Regions from separate parts of the Mus musculus genome. Here region 1 is linked to region 2. A link is a contact called in public HiChIP or PLAC-seq data. All regions are on one chromosome and are shown on one strand. The core of a region is the stretch at or near the end of the contact, and the rest is flanking DNA. Distances in the headings are between cores, read along the strand shown. Region 1 overlaps Hdac9 (histone deacetylase 9). Region 2 overlaps Hdac9 (histone deacetylase 9).

Evidence for each region. HiChIP or PLAC-seq counts read pairs in DNA pulled down with a chosen protein or histone mark.
Region 1: a contact with region 2 is called in a CTCF HiChIP or PLAC-seq map of the NIH/3T3 cell line, with 11 read pairs. The contact joins two enhancer-like sites. A contact is called at or near these places in 1 of 15 datasets of contacts at CTCF or cohesin (the NIH/3T3 cell line), 1 of 484 Hi-C or Micro-C datasets (cortical neurons) and 1 of 115 datasets of contacts at active chromatin or transcription factors (embryonic stem cells).

What each region holds. Positions count from the first base shown.
Region 1 is chr12:34,223,283-34,227,303 of GRCm38.p6, reverse strand. The region is part of intron 19 of Hdac9 (histone deacetylase 9); the gene reads left to right. Among named protein-coding and RNA genes, the nearest start is that of Gm51984, 10 kb to the right of the region's middle. Within about 2 kb of position 2,608, at least 33 of the 459 cell types and tissues checked have an H3K27ac peak or open chromatin away from gene starts, as enhancers often do. A contact at or near this core is called in the NIH/3T3 cell line, where this site is marked.
Region 2 is chr12:34,074,068-34,078,479 of GRCm38.p6, reverse strand. Hdac9 (histone deacetylase 9) reads left to right here. Exons shown (of 28, transcript NM_001271386.1): 27 at 1-4. Among named protein-coding and RNA genes, the nearest start is that of Gm40384, 10 kb to the left of the region's middle. Within about 2 kb of position 2,474, at least 76 of the 459 cell types and tissues checked have an H3K27ac peak or open chromatin away from gene starts, as enhancers often do. A contact at or near this core is called in the NIH/3T3 cell line, where this site is marked.

The sequences.
Region 1 (4,021 bases), core at 1,359-3,858, 150 kb before region 2:
GAGGATCTTACTATTATGAATAGACACCTTGACCAAGGCAACTCTTAGAAGGACAACACTTAATTGAGGCTGGCTTACAAGTTCAGAGGTTCAGTCCATTATCATCAAGGCAGGAGCATAGTAGCGTCCAGGCAGGCATGATGTGGAAGAGCTAAGAGTTCTATGGCTTCATTTGAAGGCTGCTAGGAGAAGACTGGCTCCCACATGGTTAGGAGGAGGGTCTCATTGCCCACCCCCACAGTGGCACAGTTCCTCCAACACCTACTCCAGTATCACCACACTGACTAATAGTGCCACTCCCTGGAATAAGCATATTCAAATCACCACATAGACCACAGTAAAGAAGAGTGTCATGATAGAAAGGCTGGGCTCAGGAAAGTCCCTGCACTCAGGGCATCTAGGAACAAAGAAGGCAGAAATCAGTTGCCTTTCAAATGGCCTACTTTTCCAGCTAAGCCCTGCCTCCTTTTTTCTACTGTGGTACCCAATTAGAGCTGATGGCTCTATTTTGGGCCCAAGTATTGCATACAAGTGCCTGTGAGGTACGTTTCACATTGAAAACAGAGCACAAAGATTTTATTTATCATAAGGCACAAAAATATTTCCTGCATTTCTGAGGAAATCTACCCTAAAAGGTGACCTCCAAAATAATATGAGACTTCCTATAGCAGCTCTAATAATGGTGACCTGCAAAAAGCTGAAGTGCTAACTTCTGTGAGAGTAAAGAACTTGAAGCCAAGGCCAGACTGGAGAAACAGGCTCAGAAGATAAAACAGTCTGCTGTCTACCCTGTATATATTTTTATTCTTTTATTCATTTTCAGTGATAGATCCAAAGCATAGCCTTGTACGTGCTAGGCACATCCTCTTGCTATGGATTAAACATCATATCAGATTAGAGAACAAGGTGACAAGCAGAAAGAAGACGGCATGGTTTGTGTGGATATTATACATAACGCATCACAATAATCAAAGCCAATCAAAGCAACTAAGTCCAGTTATCACCTTAAGTGACGCATCAGAACAAATGGAGATGACTCAGAAATAGTGCCCACCCAAAACGTAAAACCATCTTCCTCTGCTTTTGCTAACGCAAGATTCTCTTAGCTCTGAGGTCCTGGAAGCCCAAGTCAGTCCAAGGGTTGTCATCCTTGAGTTGAGCTGCCTTCTGCTTCCAAGATGCTGGAAGGGGGAACAAATACATTGAAGTGTGGGCCTGAGTACCGGAGGCTTTCCGTGGAGAACTCTGGCCGGACCTGGTGCGAGGGTTCCCGCAAAGGTTCCCGCAAAGCTACAGAGGAATGGGGGAAGCAAGTGGGGTAGGGAGGGGAAGTTAGTTCTGCCCTTCCGCTATAGCTCCACCTCCATCTCTGCCTTGCCTTCCAGGTTACTCAGTAACTCTGTGTCACCCTGCACTGAGTCAGATTGGGCTAGGCAGAGGAGAGGCTGACTAGCCAGTGAGGAGTGCCTCAGGAGGTACTTCAGGAGAGCAGATCTCTTCCCAAGTGTTACAGCTCTTAGGACAAAAAGCTCAGATGTAGTTCCTGCACCCCCAATCCTCCCAGATAGAATATATAGTTTACGGATGAGTAAGATTCTCATTGGTTTGGTCTGAGAGCTTTGGGGAAACCGTATTTTCATGTGGGAGGGCTTGGTGCTGCTCCTATGTGTTTTCTGGGGTTCCAGACCTTTGCTCCACTAGGGAGCAGGCTGTATGTGCACAGCCCACCGCCCTACATGATGGCTACAGGAAGCCTCTCTAGACAGGAAGTTAGTCTCTTTTAAAAGGGAGGAACCCTCATGATGAATTCCCCTTTAAAGTCTCAACTCCTGTTAGCATCATATTGGCTATTATATATCTGTCTCTTGATGCAGGGACAGAACCTAGGCTTCCTACACATTCGCAGCTGACGGGCAGCTTGGTCTTCATATGGGTTCCCTAACAATTGGAGCAGAGGCTGTCTTTGACTTTGTTGTCTGTCTTTGGATCCTTTTTTTCCTAATTGGAATGCCAGGTTGGAGAGGATGAGCTTAGTCCCACTGCGACTGGGTGTCCCAGAGTGAGACGATGACCATGGCAGGCTTTCCCTTCTCTTAGGAGGCGAGGTAATGGGGGGAGGGATTTGTAAGAGTGAGGCTGGAAGGAGAGGAGGATAGGGTTGGGGTGGAGGGGGGCAATGCAAATAAAATAAATAGATAAATATATTCTTTAACTTACTCTCTTGTTTCTTTACGAGGAGAAAGTTAACAATCTCTCTAATTGAAATTATTCAAGTATCGAAAGGTTGAAACTCAAAGAGGAAGGAGAGCTACAGTCAGCTGTGCCTGGATAGGAGTGGGAGGGAAATGGATAGAAGGGTCAGCAGCAAAGACTGCTGAGAGGAGGTGAGCAGATTTATCACTTGGAGAATGTGAAAATTTTATTCTACTTGCTTTTCTTCTTCTAGATGAAATCAGAACAACTTCTCAGCTGGAGTTAAAAAAGTTAGCAAGGGGTTATTGAAAATTTGAAGAAAAAGAAAAAAAAACAGCTAGACTGACTCATATGAGTCATGGACAGTTGGTTCATTGATAAAGGAATGTGCTGTGGTTTCCAGCCGTCCTGAGGAATGTACTTGGAGTTGAAGATTATAACTTTAAAGGACAAGCAGACATCTGGCTTTTATGTGTGCTTAGATAGATGCTGGGAGAGAGCAGGTGTGAGTTGTGTCTTATCAGACTTGTAATTTTGCCTGAGCCCATAAGAAGGGGAATGGGACAACATGATTGAAAACGTGTAAAGGACTGGATGTATGTTTTTCTTCAGAGATCGTGTGTTGAAAATTTAGCTCCCAGTCACTGGACATAAGTCAGTAATAAAGATTATATGAGGTTCTGAGAACCTTATCCCAATAGGGCTGGTACCCTCTACTGAATGGAAAGGACACCAGAGTTATCTGCTGTTAGGACCCGGGAGAAAGGCTGTGTGGAGACAGTGGTAAGAAGTCGCTAAGCAATGACCACAAGAAAGCCCTGCTAGAGCTCAGCCAGGAAGTCTCCAGAACTTTGAAAAATGATTGATACTTTGTTCCCACAGAGTGAGTGATTACATGGGGAAGTGGCGTGGGCAGGAAGAAAGGACAGGGTGACCGTATGTGGAAAGAAGCAAATGTAACAATGGCCTAAAAATCTAAGCAAGGTATAGGGAAACTGGACATGGTAGTGGCTGAATGCTGTGCTGTGAAATTAAATCAGGTCAATGAATGGGAGGTCAGCTCAAGTTTTCTCTGGAAAGATGATGCGGTCATGGGAGATTAGTTACTTTTCCTAAAAATTGTGAAGGGGATGCTTTCCCTACTGACAGTCTAAAAGGAAGAGTGGAAATGGAATCAAAATTTATTAATGTCTTGCATCAGAAAGTGAAAAAAATGGGGATACTGAATGGTTATTGCAAGGTACCAACTCCTACAAAGGCAGCATCCTTAAGGAAGGACTGAGTGTGTGGCTTCTTGGCAGAATTCTTGTACCTGTGTGCAAGGTTCTGCATCATAAGACAGCAAAGCAAAATATCCAAGGAGTGGACATAAGAATAAGAGCACAAATTTGAGTAATTTTTCAAAATAAAATCATCAGGAATGGATCATGACCTAAAATGAAATGGAGCCAGGAGAGAGAATTTACTGGCCTATGAACTGAAATAATGGGGCCACCATGGTGTCATTGCCATGTTAAGGACATTGGGAATTAGTAGGTTATTTTCTGAATGAATAACTTGAAGGACCCTTGCGAATCTATTGAGAAGGTAGGCTAATATTCATATTACATATTTAAGTGACCCCCGATTTATTCACCATTTCCAGAATATTAGCTGATCATTTAGATAATTAGTTTCTATACTTGTAAATTAAATATGACCTTTTACATAGAAGCTTTAGACACAATTAATAAATTTGTTTTGGGAAAAAATATCCTTTAGTATTTCAAGGAGTATAGATTCTTTCCAAGTGTCCTAGCAGATACAGGAAAGTTATTTTATTTGTCTT
Region 2 (4,412 bases), core at 1,225-3,724:
GCAGGTATGGATCCAGCATGAGGGAATGAGGTGGTCCGCGATGTCCAGACTCATTGCTGGCATTCTGGAACTTTCTTTCTGCTTCCTCTACCTGTTTTCTCCAAAGCCGCAGATGGCAGAGTGTATGATACAGGCTGTGGAGAGCTAAACTGTTTCGTTCTTCCTGGGAAAACAAACCTGGAGGACGTGGTTCCCCAGACGTGGTTCCCAGAGAAAGGCGCTGAGATCGAGAGTGAGAAATATCACTCCTTGTTGGATAATTTAGTGCAGACCGCTGTGGAAAGAGCTGCCTGGGGACCTAACTCCTCCTCCTTATCTCTGTTTTCCCAGATGTTCCCTTTCTTTCTCTCAGCATTTGAAATTTCTGCTATAACAAAGGGAACACAGGAAGGCAGAGGCTGTGTGTGATGTTAGTCAAGGGCCAGCCATTTTATACATATGTGAGTCTCCTTGAGGTCCATAAGGATAGAGGTGGAAGATGTTTGTCAAGGAGACGGGGATGTTAATGAAGGAGAACTGAGCCTGGTTTTATTCTGTAAGAGGACAATGTTCTTAATTTCTTTTCCTATGTACATAGATTGAGGGTCATGTAGAGCTTACTTGTTTACTTTTAAAGACATCATGGTGAGTTGGTAATATTTTCCTACCCATTCTCTCATCATGGCGACCACACCTAACTCAATAGTTCCTTACAATGTAAGTTGCCCGGTGTACTGCGTGTGATAAGCCATACTGATGTTTTCCACAGCTGATTGCAAGGTGACATCCTTTCTCAGGACATGTGTCAGGCAAGACACAGAAGAGACTCTGAGGCTCACACTCACATTTAAGTTGCTTCTGAGAAGGAACTCCAACTCCTTCTACCAGTTAACAGCACTGCTAATTACATGGAGCCTGTCACTCCCCAAATGCACCAGTGTGAACAGTCTGGATTCCTTACAGTCACTGGGTACTCTAAGTATAATGGATTTAACATCTTGTTTGGGCCCAAAGAGTTGATAAGTTGAATAAGAGATTTCACTTGTATGTCTGTGTTTTCTCGTGCTATAAGCACTTTAGGAGAAGACTCTCAGTGTGGGGAGCATTGATGTATTGCTGAATTAGAAGGCATTCTCTTGCAGTATCTGGAGAAAGGGAAAACGTATTTTACATTTTTGATATTATGAACTAGCTCCCTGCTGTTTCCAGCTAAGAACTGAACCAAGTTCATAATCCAAAGGTGTTGCAATTATTCCCAAGGCCAAAACCAGTTAGTTGTCTGTCATCTGAGGGCCATAAAACTGAGGAAACTAACATCTGTTAGTGTTGGTTATAAAAGAGCGAAGCTATTCTTTAGAAGCCATTTAATACAGAAAAATGAGGTGAATTCCACCCTGGGTGAAGTGAATTATAAGTAGTTCAGCCCATGAAATTGCAGAGCTTGGAATAATTAACAATAATATGAGATGTTGTGAACCCCAAGCAATATAAAAACCTTGGCACATTGGCAGGAGTTGCCTCTACAAGCATATTTGCTTATCCTGTGGTAAAGCACGTGCTTGGCTCTGATAATCTATAAGAATGAACCAAGCTTTGGTCCACAGTGACTCTAATCTTCCACTGATGGCATACAGGGAGTACCAGTGTCCTGATGAGCAGGAAGGCAGAGGGGAAGCCCAGTTTCATGTTTGTTTATTCTTTTGAGACAGAGTATACCAATTGTGAAATTTTTTTTTCCTGTGAGGGGGAAAATGGTTTGACTTGAACTATTTTCTATGTTTTTGTATTTCATTCAACAAAGGAGCAGGAAAAGAAATCTCCTAGAACCAGATCGTGTGTTTCAGTTAATTTGTGTATGACCCTCATGGAAGAGATGATGGAGAGATGGGGGTGGGATGGGGGATGGAGTGATTGACCAAGGATTGCTATCAGAATTGTCTTCCTGCTCAGCAGGCAAAGATAAAGGAAATGCCCCTGGGCTTTTGTTGTGAATGCAATATTGTGATCACACAGGAAATTGAAAAATTAGAAAAAAAATCAGAATTAAATGGATGGAAAAGAGCAAAGGCAAATTCTTTTTATAGGAAATTCTTGCCAGTTATTTTGGACGATATATTGGTGTTTGGAGTGAGATGACTCATTTCAAACTCAGATTCTGGGTAAGGCGGCCCTTTTCTTGGCCAACTCATATCTGACTCATTTACCACTAGTGAATAAGGGATAAAATGCTCCTGGCTAAGAACCATTTTAAGTATTTTCTGTTCATTTTCTTGAATGGGGGTGGGGTGACCCATTTCATCTTTACGACCACACTTATGGGCCTTGAAAAATATAGTATTAGGGGAAACTGGCCAGTGGGAGCTCATGCGAGGAATAGTTCCCAGATACACAGCTGTCATGTGTCCTTTTTAGGTGGCCAAGGACTTAAATGGGAAGGGAATGATGGGCGGGTCAGTAGAGAGTGGAAAACAAGGCTCAGATCCTGTGCATGAGAGGGAGTCAAAGAAAAAAATAAAAGGCTCGGCTTGATTGAGGCAGGTTGTGCTGAGTGTTAGCTCTCTTGTTTGCCAAGACGACATGCCTGAAAGATCTGTGCTATGCTTTGGTAGCTGTTTGGGTTTTGATGCTTTGACTTTAAGAACGTTAGAAGCAGCCTTCAACTTTATCCTAGAGGAAAGGTCGGTCTGCCCCTAGTGACTTCAGGATGACCAGCTATTAAGTGTTAGAAGCATGTTGGCACTCCAAAATTCTTGGCCCAGTCATTTTCCTTTTTCAGCTGGAAACAAAAAGTGAAAGCTAGATGTTCACATGAAAGCCTGAGCTGCTGCGAGTCATGTTCAATTATCTGAATTTAGTCTGTTGTGCCAGTGAAAAATCATTTAATTTTCCACATTTGATTATCTTTCTCATGAAAGAGGTAGTTTCAAGCCTTTGTATCATCATTATCTGACTTGAAAAACTTAGATTTTATTTCTCCTTCAGTTTGATAGCTTTTCTGGGAGGGATGTTGTGGCTTGACATGTGTGCTCTTTGAGAACTTGCTACATCTTTTCAGGGCTTTGCTGGTTTTAAATGTTTCTGTCAAATAACCAAGTCTTGATCTGTTAGGACTGCCTTTAAAAGTGACTTTTAAGTGGTCTTTCTCTCGTATATCTTTTAATATCCCCTCTTTATTCTGTGCTTTTAAATGATTTAACTAAAAGCTATCCATACTCTGAGGTAGTTTCTACAGCCCCTGCACATACAGAGAGAGAGAGAGCACTAAGTGGATCTTTCTATTTTCCTCTCATATGTTATATCCTGACTGCCATTTCCCCTTCCTCCATTCCTCCCAGTATCTCGCCCCACCTCCTTTCTCCTCCAAATCTACTCATTTCTCTTAAAAAAAAAAAAAAAAAAAAAAAATCAGGCCTCCCAGGGATATCATCCATATCACTGAATACAGCATAACAGGTTACAATGAAACTAGGCATAAACACTCACTCATACCAAGGCTGGTCAAGGACACCCAGTAGGAAGAAAAGGGTCACAGGCAAATGAGTCACAGATACTGATACCCCCAACTTCCACTGTTAGGACTCCCGCAAGAACACCAAACCGCACAACCATAAAATATGTGCCAAGAACCTAGATCAGACCCATACAGGGTCCATGTTTGTTGCTTCTGGCTCTTTATTAAGTCCATATGATTCCTGCTTAGTTGATTCTGTGGGTCTTGTTCTCCTGAAGTCTTTAGCCCCTCTAGCTTTGATAGTACACCCTCCTCCCTCTTCGGGGGGGGGGGGGGAGTGAGGGGGGCAGCAGGGTTGGTTCCCAGAGCTCTACATAGTGTTTGGCTGTGGGTCTCTGCATCTGTTCCCATCAGTTGCTGCATGATTCCCCTCTGATGACAATTGAGCTAGGCACTGATCTTTAAGTATACTGAATATCATTGGAAATCATTTCATTGACTTTTTTTTTTTTTTTTTGGCAGCCATGTTTCTTTCTCTCCTGGCTCTCTGAGCCATCTGAGGCAGTATAAGGAGTAGGATACTTCTCATGGTGTGGACCTGAAGTTGGACCAGTCATTGGTTGGCCACAAGTTCTGTGCCAACATAACCCCAGGACACCTTGCTGGCAGGACAGTTTGTAGGTTGAAGCTTTTGTGGCTGGGTTGGTGTCCCAGTCCCACTTCTGGGAGCCTTGCCTGGTTGTAGAAGATAGTCAGCTAATGCTCTGTATCTCACAGCACTACGATGCCTTGCTAGGTCACTTTTGTAGGTTCTGGGGAGTTTCCACTGCACTTCACTGCTCCAAATCCTGTTGTCTCTTCAAGTACTCTCCCTCCTCCTTCCCCCAAGCCCCCCACTGGATCACTCTTGTCCCATCCCTATCAACCCCCTATGTGCCCCCCAAAATCTATTATTTCCACTTCCCAGGGAGATTCATGCCAT